Linked DNA regions of Sus scrofa: region 2 is linked to region 1. Evidence: chromatin contacts called from public Hi-C data. All regions are on one chromosome and are shown on one strand. Each heading gives the region's core, a stretch centred on a gene start, on an enhancer-like site or on the middle of the called end of the contact. The rest is flanking DNA. Distances are from core to core; before and after follow the strand shown.

Region 1 (3,559 bases), core at 630-3,129:
ACCATGGGAACTTCCGTTTGGAGATTTTAAACACCACTAATAAGTTTTTTAAAAACTGAGTGGGTCTAATATATGCCACAAATAAACCTTTCCACAGAAAAGAAAATCATGGACTTGGAGAATAGACTTGTGGTTGCCAAGGGGGAGAGGGAGGGAGTGGGATGGACTGGGAGACTGGGGTTAATAGATGCAGACTATTGCCTTTGGGATGGATTAGCAATGAGATCCTGCTGTACAGCACTGGGAACTATGTCTAGTCACTTATGATGGAGTTTGATAATGTGAGAAAAACGAATGGATACATGTATGTGTAACTGGGTCACCAAGCTGTACGGTAGAAAAGTGACAGAACACTGTAAACCAGCTCTAACGGAAAAAAATAAAAATCATTAAATACCAAAAAAAATTGAGTGGGTGACCACTATAATGGTACCCTTTATCAACATAACATACTAACGGAGTAGAACTGAACTGTTTTAGGAGCCATCGCACAATAAAAAGGGGGCTGTGAACTCTGTGAGCTCCCACTGAAATGTTAGTGGCTATTTTTAAACAGGACCCAGATCTATGTGGCCATGGCAGCTCCAGCCACACCTCATGGTAACACAGAGCAAATCTCTTCATCCTAAGGTCCATGCCCCTGTACTAAAAAATCTGCAGAAAGCAAACATACTGCACAGTCTTCCCTCATTTTTTGCTAATGAATTTTTCTCCAGCCTTACCAATTACCAAAATTTTATCAAAATGTCCCCAATAGAGCACTCTGAGTTACTCATTTAAAATCTATTTCATTTTGCCTCTTTCTTTTTTTTTTCTCTCTCTCTCTTTTTTTCCTAATACTGAAGTTGGCCCAGGGTAAATCAGAACGACTCCACGAGATTCAAATGGATCACATCTTTGGAGAATGGCTAGTTCTATTCAATAAAAATGCCACTTACTTTGTTTTTCAGGAACTGACATATGAGCCCTTTAGTTAATTTCACCTTTTGCCATAATCTTTAACCTATTCTGCAATATTTGCCAAGTACTATATTGAGAACCCCAAATCAACGAGCCCGTAGAATTTGTGAACATAAAAAAGCAAGAAAAATGGCATAATATGAAATAGTAGATTTTCATTCACTAAATAGGGAAAACTATATATTTGCAGACCACACCAATAAGCTTTCTTTCTTCATCCTCCATTTTTTAAGAAGATTCTTGTAGAGAAGGGCCTGAGTTTGTTGACACACACTTATCTCCTTTTTAATCATTCTGTCCTGTTCATTGAGAGAGATGAAAAGTAAATACTGTGGACCAATAATGAGGTGAGAAAAAGACACACCACCCCCCAGAAAAAAAAATTCCAGTTACAAAAAAGCTTCTGAACACTTTGAAAACAGAGTCCCGGATGTCTTCACTGGAAGCAAAGTAACACACATTCACGAGGGGTTTTTTTGGTTTAAAAGCAGGAAGTATTAATGAGTGCACACTGTCCTGCCAGCTCAGCCTCCTCTCCAGGCTCTCTGGTTACGACACAGATGAGGGCTACGGGGTGAGAGGTCTCTTCCCTCTTGTCTCAAAAGTAAGCTTTTCTGCCAAATCTTGACCTGATAACAATCTCAAGTCAGTCAGAGAATGAGACGTCAGAATAATATTTAGAATCCAGTTGTCCCTTAGTTTAAAAAAAAATAAATAAGTACTCCAGGAATAAGAACCAGCTCTGGGTTTCTGTTATTCAGAGGTTTGCCACACTGGTCTGCCCTTGGAACGGCAGGCTTCTGCGTGCCTATGTGATGGCGTCTAGGAAACCACTGAGGAAAGGAAAGCTGAATCATATGACAGTCATTCCTAAAATCCCAAAGACCTCCTATCTCGCCTTGAAACTCACGGGTGGCCTTTTAGGAGGCAGAGAGGTAAGATGCCTGCAGATGGAAATCGAAATCGAAGTCCTCGTTAGCTAGGATGCCTGGAGTGACTCGGGTGTGCAGGGTCTGCTGGAGTGACTGGGGTGCGCATGTCTGCTGGAGTGACTCGGGTGTGCAGGGTCTGCCGGAGTGACTCGGGTGCGCAGGGTCTGCCGGAGGGACTGGGGTGCGCAGGGTCTGCCGGAGTGACTGGGGTGCGCAGGGTCTGCTGGAGCGACTCGGGTGTGCAGGGTCTGCCGGAGTGACCGGGGTGCGCAGGGTCTGCTGGAGCGACTCGGGTGTGCAGGGTCTGCCGGAGGGACTGGGGTGCGCAGGGTCTGCCGGAGTGACTCGGGTGCGCAGGGTCTGCCGGAGGGACTGGGGTGCGCAGGGTCTGCCGGAGGGACTGGGGTGCGCAGGGTCTGCCGGAGTGACTGGGGTGCGCAGGGTCTGCCGGAGTGACTCGGGTGTGCAGGGTCTGCCGGAGGGACCGGGGTGCGCAGGGTCTGCCGGAGGGACCGGGGTGCGCAGGGTCTGCCGGAGTGACTCGGGTGCGCAGGGTCTGCCGGAGGGACTGGGGTGTGCAGGGTCTGCCGGAGGGACTCGGGTGTGCAGGGTCTGCCGGAGTGACTCGGGTGCGCAGGGTCTGCCGGAGTGACCGGGGTGCGCAGGGTCTGCCGGAGTGACCGGGGTGCGCAGGGTCTGCCGGAGTGACCGGGGTGCGCAGGGTCTGCCGGAGTGACCGGGGTGCGCAGGGTCTGCCGGAGGGACTCGGGTGTGCAGGGTCTGCTGGAGTGACCGGGGTGCGCAGGGTCTGCCGGAGTGACCGGGGTGCGCAGGGTCTGCTGGAGGGACTCGGGTGTGCAGGGTCTGCTGGAGTGACCGGGGTGCGCAGGGTCTGCCGGAGTGACCGGGGTGCGCAGGGTCTGCTGGAGGGACTCGGGTGTGCAGGGTCTGCTGGAGTGACCGGGGTGCGCAGGGTCTGCCGGAGTGACCGGGGTGCGCAGGGTCTGCCGGAGGGACTGGGGTGCGCAGGGTCTGCCGGAGGGACTGGGGTGCGCAGGGTCTGCCGGAGGGACTGGGGTGCGCAGGGTCTGCTGGAGTGACTGGGGTGCGCATGTCTGCTGGAGTGACTCGGGTGCGCAGGGTCTGCTGGAGGGACTCGGGTGTGCAGGGTCTGCTGGAGTGACTGGGGTGCGCAGGGTCTGCTGGAGTGACTGGGGTGCGCAGGGTCTGCCGGAGGGACTGGGGTGCGCAGGGTCTGCTGGAGTGACTCGGGTGCGCAGGGTCTGCTGGAGTGATTGGGGTGTGCACCTGACGGATAACGGGGCTGCTTCTGCGTTTTCAACTTGAAATCCTGGAGGCGGTCTTTCGGCATCACAGCACTGGTGACTGAAATTCATGCGTATCAGTGCTGATGTTCTATACAAATTACAATGTTTAGAGAACTGACTAGACGTCTCCTTTTTTGATGAAAGGTAAAGCCATCTCAGTTCTCCCCTGAGAGTTTCTAAGGGGAAACACCCATCTCCGTGTTAAGGGCTGGAGGGGGTCCATCAAAGACTTTTTCAAAGAAGAAAGAAAGCACAGGAAGAAACAACTTGTCCTAAAGCCTACACTTTCCCCAAAAGTAAAACCCTGCGAATTCTTGAAAAGGCTGTTCAGAGACGCGT
Region 2 (3,559 bases), core at 761-3,260, 320 kb before region 1:
AATTTTTCATAGTCATTTCCATTATGGTTTATCACAGGATATCGAAGAGAATTCCCCGTGCTAAACAGTAGGAACTTGTTGTTTATCCATCCTATATAAGTTTGCCTCTGCTAATCCCAAACTCCAATCCACCCCTCCTGCACTTCCTCCCCCTTGGCAACCATAAGTCTGTTCTTGATATCTGTGAGTCTGTTTCTGTTTTGTAGATAAGTTAATGTCATATTTTAGCTTCCATATGTAAATGATATCATATATGCTATTTGTCTTTTTCTTTTTGGTTTATTTCACTTAGTATGATAACCTCTTGGTCCATCCATAGTGCTGAGTGGCATTATTTCGTTCCTTTTTATGGCTGAGTAATATTCCGCTGCATGTATGTACCGTATCTTTATCCATTCATCCGTTGATGGATGTCTAGGTTGTTTCCAAGTCTTGGGGATTGTAGATAGTGCTGCTATGAACATTAGGGTGCATGTATCTTTTCAAATTAGAATTTTCTCTGGATAGATCCCCAGGAGTGGGATTGCAGAATCATATGGCGATTCTAGTTTTACTTTAAAACATCTATATGGATGTTTTTCATGGAGAATACATAATTCATACTGTTGTTTTCATGGTATTATTTGAAATATTGGTATTTTTCTCAAAAAAAAAAAAACAAAAAACTCTAGCCATGTTTGGAAGTATGTGTTTCCTACCAGCTCTCTGTGCTGAGACTGGAAGGCACCACATTGTGGGGTTTCAGCTCTCCCAGCTATCCGCAAGACATCCCTTTTCATCACAGCTGTTAAGTGTGCATTACAAGCCCAGCCTATTTCAGATTCAAAAGGGGCTGGTGAACTTTGTTCTGTGGAAGGTTGCTGGCCCCAAGAAAGAATGGAGAATGAGACATCCTGTTCTCCTTTGCTCTTTTATCAAGAGGGACACTGAACAGAGGGAGTTTGGGGGGCGTCCTAGCATCCAGAGCTGGGCTGAAATTGATGAAGACCCAAGCCTGGATACTGGAATCCTTTACATGGCATCTTAGGACTCAGGATCTTGGGCTCACCTCCTTAAGATGCTGGTCTTCCATGAAGCTTAAGTATCTGGTAGACACTGGGGAGATCTTCCTCCTGAGTACAACCTTCCTTCTTCCTGCTCTATTCCACTTTGGGGAAGATCTAATCTAGATTTTTGGGGGACTCTAGGAAGAAACTGCTAGTGACTCTAACCTGGGTTCATTTTTTTCTTGCCTCTTCTTTCTACCCAGATATTGGCTTAGATTAAGATGTGAGTCCAAGGAGGTCATTCAATCTTCTGTCTTTTGGGCTCAGGACAGAGGCACAAATGGAGTCTTTTTTTTTTTTTTTTAATTTTAACAATGTGTTTTCTTTAACCCAGTGTATGCAAAATATTATCATTTCAACATATAATCAATGAAAGATATTTTGTATTTTCCTTGATGGCTCGATGGCATGGAACTCCTGTGTTCCACGCAGGGGTTTGGCCCCAAATCTTGTGTTGGTGAAGGAGGAGGTTTCTCTCCAATGGTTCCTTCACACGTAACCTTGGTCAACCTTCAGTCAAAAAACAGATCGAGGATTTGAGATCCTGATTCTCCCTCCCCCTCTTTCTCTCAATCTCTGTCAGAGTCACAAAAGTATTTTTGAGAGTGTTTAGACAACTAAAAACCAAGTGGCTTGTACATCTGATGATGATGGCAACTAAGAGCACTTTAGAAAAGTACTGATGTGCTTCCCTATTCCAGAGTGTGAGCCTCCATGAGAGCATAATGGGTCGTGGCTCATTCGTGGAAACAGGTGCTTCCAAATAAATAAGCATTGGACTTTGGAAACTGACTCATGGCTTAATTTGAATGCAGTTCAAGCTGCTGATCCCCAAAGGTCCAGATTAACTTCCGGGGAGAGGGATGATTTCTCTCTCGCTACCCTGATGGCACAGACTCAGTGCCACAGTAAAGGCAAGAAAGGAGTCTGCCATGTTGGGGTCTTCCTATGGCCAGGAGATGGCGCAATCTGCAAGCCTATTTCTTCGTTTCAGTAGAAACAAGGCTGTTGCTGTTTTTCACAGTGAGGTCAAAGATCCAGAGCAGAACTGGAAAAAGACCAAATATTATAAAAGGCCATAATTCATATCCTGAAGATTCTTGCAGTCCTTGGGTGTGTTTCTTTGGGACAGCTTGGGGAAGAAAAACAGGCAAACGAAATCTCATATGTACATTCTGGGAATTTTAGAGACAATCTCCCATGTTCTTTTGGAGAAATGTACAGAAACAAAGCACTTTTATGTTGTAAATACCAACTTGGAATACAGATGGGGAGAAGGACTTTTCTTTCCTTGTCTTTTTTTTTTTTAACAAGGATGAAAACAATTTGTTTTTACTTCTTTATTTTTTAAAGTCTAATTGATTCACAATGTTGCACCAATTTCTGCTGTATAGCATAGCGGTCCAGCCATGTGTGTGTGTGTATATATGTGTGTGTGTGTGTATATATATATATGTATATGTATATATTTATGTATATACATATATGTATATATATATATGTATATGTATATATTTATGTATATACACACACACATATATGTATGTGTGTATATATATATACACATTCTTTTTCTCATACTATCTTCCATCATGGTCTATCCCAAGAGACTGGATATATCCAATCCCTGTGCTGTGCAGTAGGAACTTACTGCTTATCCATTCTAAATGTAATAGTTTGCATCTACCAACCCCAAACCCCCAGTCCATCTCACTCCCTCCCCCATTCCCCTTGGCAACCACAAGTCTGTTCTCTGTCTGTGAGTCTGTTTCTGTTTTGTAAATAAGTTCATTTGTATAATTTTTTTTTTTAGATATCCTATATCTGCCTCTTTCTTTCTGATTTACTTCACTTAGTATGATCATCTCCAGGTCCATCCATGTCACTGCAAATGGCATTATTTCATGCATTTTAATGGCAAAGTGGTATTCCATCGTGTATGTACACCGCATCTTCTTTATCCATTCACCTGCTGATGGACATTGAGGTTGCTTCCATGTCTTGGCTACTGTAAACAGTGCTGCTGTGAACATCGAGGTGCATGCATCTTTTCAAATTAGAGTTTTCATCTTTTTTTGAATATAGGACCAGGAGTGAGATTGCTGGATAATATGCTAACTCATTTTTTTTTTTTTAAGGAACCTCCATACTCTTCTCCATCATGGCTGCATCAATTTGCATTCCCTCCAACAGTACAGGAAGGTTCCCTTTTCTCCGCATCCTCTCCAGTACTTATTATCTGTAGGCTTTGATGACAGACATTCTGACGGTATGAGGTGAGAGATACTTCATTGTAGTTTTGATTTGCATTTCCCTAATAATTAGGGATACTGGGCACCCTTTCATGCGCCTGTTGGCCATCTGTGTATCTTCTTTGAAGCAATGTCTGTTTAGATCTTCTGCCCATTTTAAAAATTGAGTTGTTTGTTTTTTTCATATTGAACCATATGAGCTGTTTGTGTATTTTGGAAGTTAATCCCTCGTTGGCCACATCATTTGCAAATATTTTCTCC

The links. A called contact is a pair of places that touch in the nucleus more often than the background predicts.
Region 2: a Hi-C map of liver shows a contact between it and region 1, with 5 times the contacts expected there. The contact joins the enhancer-like site here to the promoter of LOC100626206 in region 1. A contact is called at or near these places in 3 of 5 promoter capture datasets (fetal skeletal muscle, liver and skeletal muscle), 27 of 47 Hi-C or Micro-C datasets (adipocytes, adipose tissue, alveolar macrophages and 17 more) and 2 of 2 datasets of contacts at active chromatin or transcription factors (alveolar macrophages and skeletal muscle).

The regions. Positions count from the first base shown.
Region 1 is chr12:11,163,506-11,167,064 of Sscrofa11.1, reverse strand. LOC100626206 (ATP-binding cassette sub-family A member 10) reads right to left here and starts at 1,879. Exons shown (of 34, transcript XM_021068074.1): 1 at 1,158-1,879. The coding sequence starts at 1,253. It overlaps LOC110256158 (vegetative cell wall protein gp1-like), which reads right to left and starts at 3,264. Exons shown (of 1, transcript XM_021068073.1): 1 at 1,936-3,264. The coding sequence starts at 3,264. The coding sequence ends at 1,936.
Region 2 is chr12:11,487,017-11,490,575 of Sscrofa11.1, reverse strand. No RefSeq gene overlaps it. Among named protein-coding and RNA genes, the nearest start is that of FAM20A, 120 kb to the left of the region's middle. Within about 2 kb of position 2,010, at least 3 of the 83 cell types and tissues checked have an H3K27ac peak or open chromatin away from gene starts, as enhancers often do. A contact at or near this core is called in liver, where this site is marked.